Regions from separate parts of the Mus musculus genome. Here regions 1, 3 and 4 are each linked to region 2. Evidence: chromatin contacts called from public ChIA-PET, Hi-C and promoter capture Hi-C data. All regions are on one chromosome and are shown on one strand. The core of a region is the stretch at or near the end of the contact, and the rest is flanking DNA. Distances in the headings are between cores, read along the strand shown.

Region 1 (3,621 bases), core at 243-2,742, 250 kb after region 2:
TTAATGCTTTTTTACAAAAGGCAGTTTTAGCAATAGATTGAGACAGGATATAGCAAATATTAAGGCTAGGTTAACAGAAAATTCAGATATTAGCAGAAGCCATTTGGATACTTGGAACATTGATGAATTGGCCAGAAATTTAAAGAATAACCTAAGTGCATTGAATCCCTTGGATTAGGTTCAATATATAATCTTGTTTGCTATTATTATTGGCATTATTTTATTAGTAATCATTGTATTTCCACTCATCTTTAGAGTTCTTCTGAGATCTGTAGCTACCACGAGGCGGGACATTCTGGAACTTCGTCTAAAACATAAAAAACAGGGGAACTGCTACATCCACTCCAGTAGTGACAAGTGTGACAGGCCCCGGACACCTGGGCGCTGTCCTCAGGTGGAAAGTTCATGGAAACTTAGTCTCCTGGAATTGTGGCATCCTGTATAACGAATGCTCCAATGTCCTTGCTTTAGTTGGTAAATGGATCTGTGTGCTTTCCCTTAATATTGCTTTATTACAAGTGCTCCTAAGGATTGATTTTTTGAGATATAGCTAAGTTAGATTCTAGGCAGTCCTTGATCCAACCCTGGGCATGGATAGCTAAGTCACTGCCCTACACAGAAATTTACCATTACCTAGGAAGAAGGAAGTTTGTGACCTAAAGAGGAACCAGAGTAGTTACTTAGAACTATAGATAGCTGAGTTACACCCATACACAAGTATTTACAATGGCCTAGGGGGAAGGTGGACTATACAATAGACTAGAGTAGGAACTATGGCAAGGGCACGAAGCCCTTGCCCCTGGCTTCTAAGATTAAGTGGGCCTTAGGTGGGGCTATTTTTGATCCCAGTTGTTAACATTGAATTTTATCCCAGTTGGTTCCTGCTAGTCCTTCCGTGTTTGCATTCCTCTGATTTATGTAAGAATCCAGTAACCTCATTGTCACCTTACTTCCCTATTTTCTTCTGTATAAAAAGTTTGATGCTCTATTTGACAAATTACATCAGATCCACACTTCCTTGTGTCGAGTCTGTTTGTCACCCCAATTCCCACCGACTCTGTGCCCATCTGTCGGAACCCCTGATTCCCACGGATTGAGGGGGGCTAATTAGGCCCGGTCCGTGGCACCCGTTTTTACACTGTTGTTGAGACACTCAGAGCAGGATGGTGTGTAACAGCGGAACAAGAAGCCGCCAGTCGGCTTTTAGCAGTAGGACTCATGATGGCACAGGAGCTAACTGGGGCTGTGACAGTTGCAGGTGACTAGATGAGTGTCAATCTGCTTCTCCTATTAGGTTTGTGTGTGGCTCATCACTGAAGAGAGGAGAGTGTTTATCTCTCCCAGCAATGGCAGGGCAGATGGAGAGGGTTCTGGGGATGGAGGGAGAGTGCATTGTGGGGAGTGCACTTTCTGTGAGAATAACCAGACAGTGGGTCAACAAAGGGAGAACACGGGACTTTCTGTATGCCACAGTGGCCAAGGGTGAGTGCAGTTTGAGGCTGGCTGGAAGATTTCAGACAATATTAGAGACAACAGGCTCAGATGAGTGGCCAAGGTGGTGTCAATTTCTTGGTGGCTACCTACAGCTGGGACAACCAAGAGAATTTTCTAAATGCCAGTGGTACCTTGCTGTGGAGTAGAGTCTGCCGCCTGTCACAGTATATTACGTTTGCTTTAATCTGTTAAGGTAGAGAGGAGGACTGGGGAAGATTTTTAGCTCTGAGGGAAAAACCAAAACAAAACGGAACTTAGATTTTTCTAATATTTGACTATGGCCCCCTCTAGTGGCCATTATGTAGAATTAACCAGAATCTAAATATTTCGGAAATGAATTCAATTTTTCAGAGACAGAGTTTGCAGCTTTGAGGGACTAACCTGGATTCTGATATGCAGCCAGGTCTAGTTTGTGGTCTGAGAGGTATCTGGGTATCTCAGAACTTACTTTATGAATTACATTGGTAGATCGGTTGTTGATGGCAGAGAGATCATTGAACCAGGCACACAGAGCTGGCAGGCAAGATGGATTAAAGTCCTGCTCTATTGTGCTTAAATTCTATCACAGAGGTCGGCCCATCAATAATTAGTACACAAGAAAAAGGACGCTTTGGTTAGCAATTCCTAGGGAGAAAGCTGAGCTTGCTAGCAGGGAGCAAAGACTGAGGTGGCCAAGGAGAGCTTCTCTGAAGATGGTACAGAGGAGCAGAGGAATGTCCCGTTTAGGGACCACCGGGAGAAAGGGCTGCGTGCTGCAGGACGGCTTGCCTGCTCTGTGAGCCCACACGGTGCACCTGTCATGACTGGGAAACACTGAGCAGTTGGCATAAGCCATGAGCTGAGGTCACACGAGGGCTAGACCCCACCAGGACTGTCAGTGTGGGGTACACAAAGCCATAGGAGTTCGCTCACAACAATTTTCATCCTGTCTCAACAGATTGTATTTAAGAACTTCTCTGTTGAAATGATGGACTTTGCTTCTAAACAAGTGGAAAAAAATATTTCAAAACCCAAATTTGATGTAATCTGTTAGCTCATCAGATCAGCCAGCATTTGGTGTAGCGGGTCCATGCAGGATATTCAAGTTAGAAATAGCAGGCTCATGCTACGTTTTTATTTATGTAAGACATTGTCTTCTTGAAACAAATGTCTTATCAAGGGGCTGATATCTTTCCGAGGAGAAACTGAAAATGGTTTTCGCTCTAATGAAGATGATTCTGAAATTGAACTGGATCTTCTGCAAATACTTGATTTAGCCACACCTCCAAATACAACAGCTTCTTTTTTTCTACCCGTGCCTTACCTAGAAGAAACACTGTGAGAAGCAAGGCAGAAAATGCTAGCAGAAGTCGGCACTGTTAGGTTTGTGAGAGCAAAAAATGTAACATAACCTGATGCCTGGCCAATGGCATGCATCCAGCTGGTAGCCCTATGCTGTGCTGTGTGTTGGCTTCTGTGCCAGGGATGTAGCCCCTCCTACTTGCTGGAGATGACAGGAAGGGCATCTGTGGACTGGAGAGGTGGCCCAACAGTTCCTGCACATGCTGATCTTGCCCAGGTTAGTTCCCAACACCCACATCATAACTGCCTGTTACTGCACTTCTAAGGGGGGGGGAGACAGACAGACAGACAGACAGACAAAGAGAGACAGAGACAGAGAGACAGAGAGACAGAGAGAGATGCACATATAGACATATGCACACACAATTTTTAAGAAATCTAAGAAGAAAAGGACACTTGTACATCAATGCTTGGTGAGGAGGAAGTGAAGAAAAAGAAGGGATGTCTGTGTCTGTGAGACTGACTATGGCAACAAATGTGGGGGGCACAGAGCTCCTTTAGGGGTATCTAAGTTTGCCCCACCCCCACCCCATCTATCAAGGGAAAGAGGCCATTCTGCATAATCTTCACATTTCTCCAGGAGTCCACATTTTACGCTGAAAACTAATTCATATCCTAGAATAACAGTATAAATATGGTTTCGAGGCCAGTGGTGGTGACTTGAACCTGCACTCTCAGGGTTGCATGAAGTAGGAGAATCACTTCAAGTTCAAGGCTGCCTAGTTTACAGAATGAGAGCCATCTTAAACAAACAAACAAACAAACAAGCCAGAAAAACTAGTAAAC
Region 2 (3,731 bases), core at 843-3,342:
GTGTCTAGTCAGAAAGCAGCAAGAGATGGGTTCTAGTCCCCAACTCACTCTCTCCTTTGTATTTATAAGAGCGTTCAGTAGCATCCAGGCTGTGTTACCAGCAAACACAACACCTCAGCAAGCTGTTGGTCAACTTTCCTAGGATTTGCCTAGGTAGAATGAATTCTCAGCTAATGTTAAGCTAAGTCTAGGATTAAACTTTGTGGCTCCTGAACTTTTAGGAGGTAACATATTGCCTCTAGTATCAAACTTGATTAAACTTGTTAACTTTAATGCCATTTGATTCTGTTGGGGTAGAAGAATTTATTGACTACTCTAGAGAAAGGATCTTTTTTCCCCCAGCTGTCTAAAGAGTAGAACGTTTATTAAAGTTTTCTTGGTGAGCTGAAAAGGAGAGACATGCTTCTTTTCCTAGGCAGAAACAGGTCTGGGGCATAATTAACATGTGGTAAAAATTGGATAATTGAATAATATTGACTTCTTGGGGATTCAGCCTTTTATCTACTGCTGTGTGATTAGTTTTTTCCAACCTGCAGCTTGCTTGAGCAGGGAGTCTACAGAGGATTAGGAAGGAAAAACTTGTTAGCAAAGTACTGAAGGCTTTTGATTTAATTTTGTACTGCCCATGGTTATCTGGTTTCCCTAAGCAACCTCCAGTTTTCAGCCACTTTATAATCATGATGTGATAAGATAAACTGATGCCTTCATGAGGAAGTAACTCAAAAGAAGAGACAGAAAGGTCACTAAAAAGTAGAGAGGAGCCAGGTGTTGTGGTGCACACATCTAGTCCCAACACTTTGGAGGCAGTGCAGGTAGATCTCTTGAGTTCAAGGCCAGCATAGTCTGCATGGTGAGTTCCAGGCCAGCTAGGGTTACACAATGAGAACCTGTCTCAAAACAACAAAAATGAAGAGAAAGGACGATGAGATTGTGCCCAACGAGTTTTCTATAGCTCATATTGGCCACTGAGGGAGACTCTAGAATTACCATAGCAGTATGGGGGGTGCAAAGGAATGAATGGAATCCTGCAACTATAAGGGGGGTTTGTATTGTAACAACCACAGCCTTTCCTCAGTGGTCTAGCTAGGGCTCAGCACTCAGTGTCGCTGTACTGGCTGACGTGTATTAAGTGTGTGCTTACTAAGTAGTAGCCTGCCTGTCTGTATGCACCTGAACCCATCAGGGCCAGAGAGGAGTGAGTGAGGCCGTGAGCGCCTGTGTGAATGCTGGGAACCATACTCAGGTCCTCTGGAAGAACAGCCTGTGTTTATAGTCTCTGAGCTGCCTCCAAAGGTTTGCAAGTTTTAATTATTCTTTCCCAGAATAAGTTTTCCCTAACATTGCAGAATTTTTAAGTGCATGAAAAAAGTTGAAATGTCAACCCATATTAGATTCTATAATTAGTGCAATTTTACTATATTTATTTTATCATATATTTTATTGTATACCTATTATTTCATTTGGGTAAGTTTGTCTTTGTTTTTGTTGTATTTCAGAGAGTTGCAGGCAGAAATACTACATTAACTCCTGAGCATATAAATATATCATGAGCCAGATAGAGCTATAAAAAAATGAAAAGGAGATTCTTCAGTTCTATGTTTTAGAAGTAGTATGTGTGTGCAATCACTTTGGGCTGGTTTTTTTTTTTTTTTTTTTTTTTTTTTTTTTTTTTTTTTTTTTTTTTTTAGATAGGGTCTTATGTTGATCAGGTTTGCCTCAAACTTGCTAGGTAGCCAAGGCTGGCCTTGAACTTCTGATCTTTCTGCCTCTCCCAAGTGCTAGGTTTATTGGTGTATACACAAGGCCTTGCTACTTTCAATTCCTAGTCCACAGCAAGTCAGCACTGCAAAGTGAAGTCTATGTGTTTTTATTTGAACGGAGCCTGAGGCCACTGCAGTAAATACTGGTTCAGCATCTAATAAGAGGAAGCTTAATTAGCAAATTGTTTAAGCCCTTTGCTAAGGATGTTGGAGCTTCATTGTTACTGAATACTTTCCCTTTTCTCTTTTTTCTGGGTGTGACTGACTTGCCTACAGCATGCTGCATGGTTGCTGGTAAAACAGGAAATGGGGTAAGTAATTGAAGTAGGGAGTTTTTACCGTCATTTAAATACAAGCTACCTAGTTCTTAGATTACTTTTACTATGCTACTGCTCCCTCATCTTTTCGAGTAGACTCAGTAGCTATAGAGACATTGGCACATGAGATACTTTCTTTATGTACCATGACAAGTTTGCTTCCTTACACAGCAAGAACCAAGTGCCTTACACTGCCCAGACCGACTCAGTTGATGTGACTGTAGATAAATATTTACAGCATTAGGCATTTTTTGAATGTAGTTTGGGAGGCTATCTTAAGATAATAAATTTTAGATTTGTACTTGAAGCTAAGTTATAAATAAAACTAGATGATAAACCATGAAAAGTAAAATTCTGCTTAGGTCATGTAAGACCCCGGAAGCTGGGCCTCTGCTCAAGTCCCGGGATGAGCTGGCCGGCACCCCAATGACCTCAAAACCACACCTGATGCAAACTGCAAGAGGTTTTATTATCAGCTAGCTGAGGACAAACTCCTCAAGCCATGCAGGGCAGGGGCGTTTGACCCCCAGCGGTAGCAGTAGGGGCTTTTAACAGCTGAGGAATTGGGGGGAGTTGGGAGGAGAGTTCTTCTCTTCTGGATGTCCTTGGTAAAATTACAATTATCTCATCTCTGGCTGTAAGGCTCAGAAACAAAAAGGCTTTTCGCTGGCTATAGAGAACAAAGAGCTTCTTTCTGGCTGTATTCATATAGAGATCAGGGAAAACAAGCTTGGGGGACGTCCATGGGCTTTACCTTCCAGGGAGAAAGGCTCTAAGTCGGGGTCTCACAGTCAGAGCAACTGTGAGCTTATACATAATACATTGGCATACATCTCTTACAGGGTTTGGAATCTAGATCTTTGGATTTAAGGGATGTAATATGGTATTAAATACAATATATAATACATACCTTTCTCAGGACTATACGATGTAGTTATGAGTTATTTCTGTAGTGAAGAAAACCACACATCAAGTTATGTAAACAGAATCTTACATGTTCAAATCAGGATTTGGTTGCCAGCTGCATTAAAAAAAACCCTGTTAATTCTTCAGAGTTTTGTTTTGTTTTTACATAAACATTCTGTGACTTAAAGAGGGGCTGTTTGATTATTGGAGGTTCCTGTGAACTTCAGTGAGAAAAACCCAGAAGAAAACAGCTTTCTATATTAGAAGCTTATCTGTGGTTCTGAGGTTTATAGAAAAAGAATAGTTAACCTGTATTTTTTGTTGTTGTTGTTTATTTTGTATTTTATGTCTGAATCTTCCATTTTTAAAGGAACAATAATCACATATTTATCAAAGACTGCGGGCTTAATGAGGTTTTATGTTTGTAAGTTTCAAAGCCTAAAAATTTAGGTATAACAATTTTTTTTTAAGTTTATAGAAAACAATGTTTTAACAGGATTAGCTTTTGCTGTAGCTCTTTAGATTCTCAGGTTTATAAACAATTTTAAAATAGTTTATTTTTCTGTTTCTACCTTTTAAAAAAACTTTTATTTATTTATTTATTTATTTATTTATTTATTATATGTAAGTACACTGTAGCTGTCTTCAGACACTCCAGAAGTGGGCATCAGATTTCATTACGGATGGTTGTGAGCCACCATGTGGTTGCTGGGATTTGAACTCAGGACCTTTGGAAGAGCAGTCGGTG
Region 3 (3,691 bases), core at 858-3,357, 200 kb after region 2:
ATAAGTAATCAGTAAATGTGATGGACAAGCCAATTGCTTTAAACTAGTCACTGTACAAATTATGTGCAAGTTTATCAATTTAAAATGTAAACACCACAAAAATACAACTGTAGTTAATTCTTTTTGCATTTTAAATGCTTAAAAATTGCCTTGAGGTTGGAGATGTACCTCAGTGACAGACTGTTTCATGTGTAGTGCCCTGAGTTCCATCTCTGAACCAAAAACCGAACTAACAAAACAGCAGTGACTTGTAAGTCCACAAACTAAAACATGTTTTTCAGCTGGAGGTTTTACAGGATGGGGAGAAAGAAAGGACAATAGAGAAGATAAGATAGCTTAGCCAGGTTTGGTGGCACAAGTCAAGTGGTAGAGGCAGAAGCAAGCTCATGGCCATGTGAAACCTCATCTCAACAAACAGCCTATATACCTTTGAAATGACTTAATGAAATATAAGGGAGTATTTTAAAAAACCCAACTCTAATTTCTCTCCCATTTTTATCTTGCTGTAGAACAAACAAAACTTCAATTAATTATTTCAAGTTCTATCTATCTATCTGTCTGTCTGTCTGTCTGTCTATGAGAGATAAGGTTGTCTGAGCAAGATTAGTGTGTGATTAATACATGGCACAGACAGATTTTCATAAAATCAAACCAAACAGGAACTCTAAGAAGTAGGTCTCAAAAAGTGTTATGAATTTCACTTACAAGGAAAAAAAAAAAAAACCTTACAGAAATGTTACTGAAGGTACAAAGATAGGTAAATAGAATTCTCACTGACATTCTATAAAAAACTTTTAAATAGCTCAAAATAGTCACTAAAAGTACTACACTGGGCTATGTTTATAAACGGAATACATTAGTTAATAAAAAATAACTAATAATGAAAATATTAACATAGCAAAAGGTCAGAGAGATCATGTTCTAAAGAACCAGTCTACAGAGTAGTAACTGATAATAAATACCCTATAAACAGTTTAAAACAGGTACACAGTTTTTATGGATACAGGGATAGGTACTATCAACATTAAAAATGCAGTAACAAGAAACACCAAACTCAGTGCTCTGGGGCCTTGGAAGAGCGTCGTGAATGCAATCAGAGAAAGGATAGGCGAGTCTTCAGATGTATTGGAATGCTCGACTTCTTTTCAAGAAAGAAAGGTTAAAGAGCTAAGAACACACCCCATGTTAGTCTTAGGGAAAAATGGGTGGTGGCTACACAAATGGTGTTTTGTATTTCTGTGCATTTTTCTGTACGTTGAAATTATTTCCGGATAAAGTGAAAGGTAAGAAATTCTAATAAATTCTTGACAAGTACAGAAACTGCTTCCGACTTATCAAAGTGTGAGCAGGGGATAGATACAGCCCGGTAGATATTGTGGGTCGGTGGGAAGGAACGGGGTAGAGGGTTTAGCCTTTCTCATGGAGCAACCGCAAACCTAGGGGCTCCGCTAGGTCAGTCCCTCTCCGAAAGACCTGAAAGATAGCGGGTCCGGCCGGGAGGAGGGGAGGCAGGGGGATGGTATTTGCGCCAATGCAGACAGAATAGACGGGCTCAGACACGGCTGGGGCAGGAGAGTGACCGACCGTTTTTTCTCCTCAGCCACACGCGCCTTTCCCCCTCATCCTGGTCTGGGGGCGTCCTCAGAGGCGGGCGGCGGGGGGCTGACGGCGACTCCCGAATCCCCGCCGGGCGGCCAGGTGAGTCCCGGGTAGGGGAGATGCCCTTGCGGAGTGGAGGGCAGCGGAAAGCAGAGGTCCCGGCCGGCTGCGCAGGGTGCCAGGCGCAGGGGCTGGAAGCCGGGGCTGCCCACCTCAGCGCACCTCTCTCCACCTCGCCCTCAACCGCCGCCCCCACTTACGCAGACATCTCTTTCATCGCTTCCTGCGTCTCTCTCCAGCGAGTGTCTTTCGCTTTGGGGTCCTGTTCTTGCCCTCTCTTCCTTCCTCTGTCCAATTCCCTTCGCTCGCTTGTAGCTCGCTCACTTCCCCACTCTCTACAGCCGAGGCATTCAACCGAGTAGTGAAAACACCACAAAACCGGCTCTATTTATGACAATACAGCGCGGCCACCGCCAATATGGCGCTACTTCCCAGGCTGCCTCTCGCCTTCCGCGGCTCCGCCCTGCAGCCCTGGGCCCGCCCTCGGGCACACCCCCACCCAGCCTTGAGTTCCCGGGACCCGCCCACCTCAGCGGACTTGCAGCAAAAGCATCTGTCAGAGTGTCAGGTCTCCCTGGTCTGTGGGATTGTCAATTCAGGCAAACCTCTGGGAAGGTTATTTGTCAATTTCCCCTTGTTTCTGCAATAAAAGCATCTAGAAAAAAAACCACCGCTTTCCCTAACACCATTTTAACTCTTCCGTTATCCCACATCTTAAAGTCATAGACTTAATAAGTACACATTGAGAAGATTTTTGTCACCGAGGGTCACACCCAAGAAGGTGCGACTTTAACACAACCAATCCAGGGAAGAAAGCTTATAAATAAATCAGCTTAACTTGTATTCTTTTCCCTCGGAGTACCACCTCCAAGTCCCAATTTATGACTTTGTGGCATTTAGCTGAGATGTTGAACATAATTGCTACTAGTTAGCCGTAAGATAAACCCAAGGATTTCCACCGCTCTGCCCCCAAACCTCACATTTTCAAATAGTGAAAATCATGTTCTGTGTGATTATGACGGTGAAAATGAGGGAGAAAATGACCAATGTTTAAATGTTAAAGGATAAAAGTAATTTCAAACCCTGTCTTTTTCTCCCAAGAGTCAAGCACGGTTGTTTGGGGAATGAGACTCAGTCACGGGAAAGGAGGTTACTTTCTGAATTATTCATTTATTCACTCAAAGTATTTATTGAAAATCTGGTCTGTCAGTTTGTTTATGCTCCATGTTTGATGCATAAAAGCAGGTCTGTGGTTTGACCTGAGCAAGTTCAGAGTTTTCCCATCAAAAGGTGGAGAAAAACTTCAAATATGAGTGATATTCTGCTGCTGCAGAAGTATGTATTACACACTGTAGGAACTAGATTCGTATCCTCAAGAGTTTATTGCGAGTGGATGAGAAAATATATATATACACTATTTAAATACAGATGGGGTCCAGTTGTCATTGGGGGACCAAAAGAGGACCATCTAAACATGGAGGAAAGTCACTAATAGCTTCCTAAAAGAGAGGATTCTGTATATTAGCAGGATTTGGGAGTACAGATTTTGGTAGGTTATGAGAAGACAAAATGGAGCTCAGGAGGTCGCTAGACTGGGATTTGATTCGAAGCAGACCCACCTTTGTTATTTGCTAGCTTTGTGACTTCTAGAACTTTAAAATAAAGTTTACGTTAACCTTGAACTTTTTCTTTAAGAAAAAAATGTAAAGTACACTTACTTTAGCCTGCAGGGAGTCAGAGGATGACTTCTAGAGTCTGTTCTGTTCTCCCTTTTCACCATTTCAGTCGCTGGGATCAAAATTGATTCCTCAGACTTGGCAGCAAACAGCTTTATCCACTGAGCCTTATTCACAGTCCCAATTTTAAACGTTAAAAATACTTTGATATGCGTATCTAATAAGAACACTTTGCTACACAACCATAATATTACTGTGCTCAGGCACCGTTGCCCTAGTATCAGGAGGAGGAGTGACACCCCAGCCTTGCAATTCTTAAAAGCCTCTTAGCTTACTTTCGCTCAACTTCGTTCTTC
Region 4 (3,598 bases), core at 900-3,399, 150 kb after region 2:
ATCTCTAGTTTATGTACTATAAAGATCATGGACTGTATGTTGGTGAGCCTGAAATTCAAAGTGCTGGCCTCTGTTTCACAGGTCTTAAAGAAGAGGCACATGTTCCTTCACCAAAGGTAGAGTCCTTTGGACGGCGCCTTTGGGGCAATCTTCAGCTATTTCCATGCACCACAGAAAGTAAGTGGTGGCCCATGACTCTGGCCTTCTTCTCAGGTTAGAAGGGTTTCTTCTCTGCTGACTGATAACCCTGTGCCTAATTCAAGCAAAGGTCAATCCAGTTAGCACATCTGACTGAGGTAGGAGGAGAGAACTCATCTTAAAAGCTGACTCTGGGCTTTGGTTCAGTTCCTTCTTGACACCAAGCACTTCATTGTCCTGTAAGGAGATTTTGAGCGACAAAATATAATGAGCATCCCTGCAGGAAATGGTCACACCATGATGGGGCCAGGAGGGCGAGGAAGATGGAGTTCTGAGAACTCTTAGTGCAGTAGGAGTGTGTGTGATGGTGTGTGTGTGTGTGAGAGAGAGAGAGACAGACAGACAGACAGACAGAGACAGAGAGACACAGAGAGAATATGTGAGAGTGTGTATATGTGTGCATGAGTGTGTGTGAGTGTATATGTATGAGTGTGTATATGCCTGAGTGTGTATAAGAGTGTGTATGAATGTCTGTGCATGAGTGTGACAGTGTGTATGCTTGTGTATGTGAGTGTATGTATGTATATGCGTGTGTATGAATGTATGTGTATGTGACAGTGTGTGTGTGTGCATGAGTGTGTGTGACTGTGTGTGTATGAGTGTGTGTGTGAGTGTGACTGTATGTGTGTGAGAGTATATGTGTGTGTATGAATGTGTGTGTGACTGTGTGTGTGAGAGAGGGGGGAGGAGAGGGAGTTTGTGTGTGTGTGAGAGAGAGATCTTTGAGCAATGAGGGGAGAGTATGAGATCAATGGTCACAGAAGGGGTGAGACCTAGTGGAATCTGGCCTGGCTCAAAGAATCATAGAGTCCTGGTCTCTAAGTGCAACTAATTTATTCCCACAGGTGTTTCAAATGAGACTTTTGGGGCTTTAAGGAGAGAAAGGCTGCTCTTCATCGCTGGGGTGACTTTTGTAGACCATTGTAGAAAGCTGTATTTCAGAATCCAAGTGGAAACACAAGTCACTGTGTTTTGGAGCAGGGTCCTTTTGCTATCAAGCACTCGCTTCTCCAGCTCAGAACTCAATGCCATCATCAAGCTGGGCTATTTCTCCAGGACAGTTAAACGCTTACCAACATGCCGCTGGGCATGGACAACTTCTGCTGTTTTCAGAGATGTTCTATATCTTCATACAACACAAGTTCCCTTGAAAAGGTAGCAAGTGTGACAAAGTGCCATGATGATCCTGCCTGAGGCAGCCACAAAGAGATTCTGCTGCCTCCCTCATAGGAAATGCTCCCTGGAAACTGGGTTGAGGGAGTCCAGGGTGGTTGGACGTGGTCAGTCATTGTTACTAGCTGATCCCCTTCATGATCACTTAACTGTTGCCAGGTTCTAGGGTAAACTCTGGACACCCAGCACCTCATCCCTCTCCCCTGGGGACCGGTACTAAGGCCATGCATACTTCCCATCCTGCTTGAGTCACTCCGGAGCAGTTAGGGAGCCTGAAAGCACAAAGAGCAGGACACCAGCTCTGACAACATTCTGCTGGACACCGCCACCCAGTGATAGCGAGGGCAGCACATTAGGAACACGTGAGAGAGGGAGCAATCACGTGGCGAGGTGAAAACCAATAAGCATTTCAAGGGTGGAGCTTCCTCTCCTCAAAGCTACCAAATACTCCAGGGGGTAGAGCAGTAGACCACTTCCTTCCCAACGGGCACCCTATGTTTTAGAAGCACCCCTTAACATGTCTACACTTAGTACCTAGCCTCCAGAACGGGTCTGTCCCGGGTACAATCAGACCACCTCCAGCATAGCAAGCGGTAAGTGGAAACCCTAAAGAGCACCGCGGCAGAGGTTAGGGCTTCTCCACTTCATGTGGCCAGGGTGCCTACAAGTACCAGGACAGGTACTCAGAAAGCATCAAAGGAGCCCTTGCTGGAGTCAGCACAGGGACCGAATGGCCCAGGAGAGGAAAAGAGTGTCTTATTCTCACCTTTTGTTGAGGGAGGAAGTGATGAATGTTTCTGCCACCCCTGCCACAGCAGATCAGATCTCCCATGGAGGAAACTCAGGAACCACAAGACAGCCGCCGCGCGGGAGGCTCACCAGGCGCCTCGTGCCTGTATTCTCCTTTAGCTCATGTGCGATGTTTCCGCCCCAGCACACATTCCCTTGTGACAAGTGGAAAGCTAGCTTAAAAAAAAAAATCTGGAAAGAATGAATGTGGCAAAGCAAGAGCAGATACCACGAGCCTAACAAGAGGGGACACGCTGAGCCCTGGACTCAGGCTGGAAGAAGGGGGCTCCCCGAGGAGGCCCCTGCAGTGCTAACTAACCCAAGTTCTCTGCAGCCTGAGTTTCTGACAGGCCCTCTCGACTCCTGGGTAGTAAACGGACAGCTGTGAGAAGGGCCACAGGACAGGTACTGCCTGCAGCCCTAAATTACACACACATGTGGTACTCTGGTCAAACTTATAACCAGAGTGACCCCAGCAAGTCTCATGTCCCTTCTTAGCTTCCTGTGCCACAGTCTGCTTTGCTGAAAAGTGGGAGTGTTAATAACGGTGTCTAAATTAGTGAGGATATAGAACAAAGCACGGTACAGTCTCCCATGTGAGCACACTGGCTTTGATTTCTGCAGCTGACACCTGCCCTCAAGCTGTTCCTACAGAGAGGCTAACTCTTACCATTTTAATACTTAAGTGAAAGGCTAATATGAGATAATGATTTTAATAATCTAGCCTATCCCTCTCCAAATTTCTACCAAGCATATCCCTGCCCTCACGGTGCCCTGGTTTCTTGTGTTGTGTGTCTCCTTGTCTTTTTTTTCTCACAGTCACACTTCAGAAGGGCTGGGAAGCAAACACTATCCTTGGGGTAGGGTGGGGTGGAGAGGAAATTTGATGGAGCCTCTGATGACTCATGAACTGCTCCTGCTTAGACAGAGAGCCCAGACTGGAGTCTTTGGGCCATGAAATGAAGCTGTTTCCACCTGGGGCAGACATGGGCCCCGAAAACAATGGTCTTATTCTTTTTGTTCCTAGGTTGCATTGGCTCATCTGGCTGCAGGTATGGCCTTTGGGGGACCTGGCTAATTTGTCTTGTTTCTAGTTTCCTAAAGATCCTTCCATCTTTGTGGAAAGCCATGGGATGTGTTATTCTGAATGCGCCCTGCCCCTGGGTAATTCTCCAGAGGCCCACGCACAGGGCCTTCAGTGGGGAGTGCTCAAGGTGAGAACCTTGCAGGAAGGACCTGGGATAGATAGGAGAGGCCAAGCTCTTAGGTTGTCACAAAGGCAGCTCCCTCCAGTAGCACTTAAATCCCTGGAGCCCATGGCCACTTGGAAAGGAGTACAGAGCCGACTTCTAGTCCCCATATACATTGCTAGATGCTGCTTACCCTGGAATCAGGCAGTGGCTCTCAAGCCGGGGCAAATTCTTCAGAGGCTGTGTGT

The links. Promoter capture Hi-C pulls out the DNA fragments that hold promoters and counts their contacts. Hi-C and Micro-C count contacts between places; a contact is called where the count stands out from the background. ChIA-PET counts read pairs in DNA pulled down with a chosen protein or histone mark.
Region 1: a contact with region 2 is called in a Hi-C map of bone marrow-derived macrophages, with 16 read pairs. The contact joins two enhancer-like sites. A contact is called at or near these places in 2 of 15 datasets of contacts at CTCF or cohesin (CD8 T cells and the NIH/3T3 cell line), 134 of 484 Hi-C or Micro-C datasets (the AML12 cell line, B cells, B-cell progenitors and 83 more), 20 of 115 datasets of contacts at active chromatin or transcription factors (the 230-238 cell line, CD8 T cells, the HPC-7 cell line and 12 more) and 4 of 9 other capture datasets (adipose tissue, embryonic stem cells, liver and 1 more).
Region 3: a promoter capture Hi-C map of the HPC-7 cell line shows a contact between it and region 2, with 3 times the contacts expected there. The contact joins the promoter of Papolg here to the enhancer-like site in region 2. A contact is called at or near these places in 15 of 39 promoter capture datasets (the 3T3-L1 cell line, the C10 cell line, the HPC-7 cell line and 8 more), 4 of 484 Hi-C or Micro-C datasets (DN3 thymocytes, common lymphoid progenitors, cortical neurons and 1 more), 5 of 115 datasets of contacts at active chromatin or transcription factors (the 230-238 cell line, bone marrow-derived macrophages, effector CD8 T cells and 2 more) and 3 of 9 other capture datasets (adipose tissue, liver and pancreatic islet).
Region 4: an RNA polymerase II ChIA-PET map of effector CD8 T cells shows a contact between it and region 2, with 53 read pairs. The contact joins two enhancer-like sites. A contact is called at or near these places in 4 of 15 datasets of contacts at CTCF or cohesin (CD8 T cells, the NIH/3T3 cell line and large pre-B cells), 83 of 484 Hi-C or Micro-C datasets (3T3-L1-derived adipocytes, the AML12 cell line, B cells and 46 more), 21 of 115 datasets of contacts at active chromatin or transcription factors (the 230-238 cell line, CD8 T cells, the HPC-7 cell line and 15 more) and 1 of 9 other capture datasets (embryonic stem cells).

The regions. Positions count from the first base shown.
Region 1 is chr11:23,952,784-23,956,404 of GRCm38.p6, forward strand. No RefSeq gene overlaps it. Among named protein-coding and RNA genes, the nearest start is that of Papolg, 59 kb to the left of the region's middle. Within about 2 kb of position 1,493, at least 20 of the 459 cell types and tissues checked have an H3K27ac peak or open chromatin away from gene starts, as enhancers often do. A contact at or near this core is called in bone marrow-derived macrophages, pro-B cells, regulatory T cells and 1 more, where this site is marked.
Region 2 is chr11:23,697,894-23,701,624 of GRCm38.p6, forward strand. Pus10 (pseudouridylate synthase 10) reads left to right here. Exons shown (of 18, transcript NM_028304.3): 5 at 2,037-2,071. Among named protein-coding and RNA genes, the nearest start is that of Pus10, 34 kb to the left of the region's middle. Within about 2 kb of position 2,093, at least 57 of the 459 cell types and tissues checked have an H3K27ac peak or open chromatin away from gene starts, as enhancers often do. A contact at or near this core is called in B cells, CD8 T cells, the HPC-7 cell line and 13 more, where this site is marked.
Region 3 is chr11:23,893,163-23,896,853 of GRCm38.p6, forward strand. Papolg (poly(A) polymerase gamma) reads right to left here and starts at 2,108. Exons shown (of 22, transcript NM_172555.2): 1 at 1,860-2,108. The coding sequence starts at 1,876. Gm12061 (a long non-coding RNA gene) reads left to right here and starts at 1,090. Exons shown (of 4, transcript XR_872317.3): 1 at 1,090-1,283; 2 at 1,601-1,698.
Region 4 is chr11:23,844,417-23,848,014 of GRCm38.p6, forward strand. No RefSeq gene overlaps it. Among named protein-coding and RNA genes, the nearest start is that of Gm39612, 27 kb to the left of the region's middle. Within about 2 kb of position 2,150, at least 96 of the 459 cell types and tissues checked have an H3K27ac peak or open chromatin away from gene starts, as enhancers often do. A contact at or near this core is called in B cells, CD8 T cells, the HPC-7 cell line and 9 more, where this site is marked.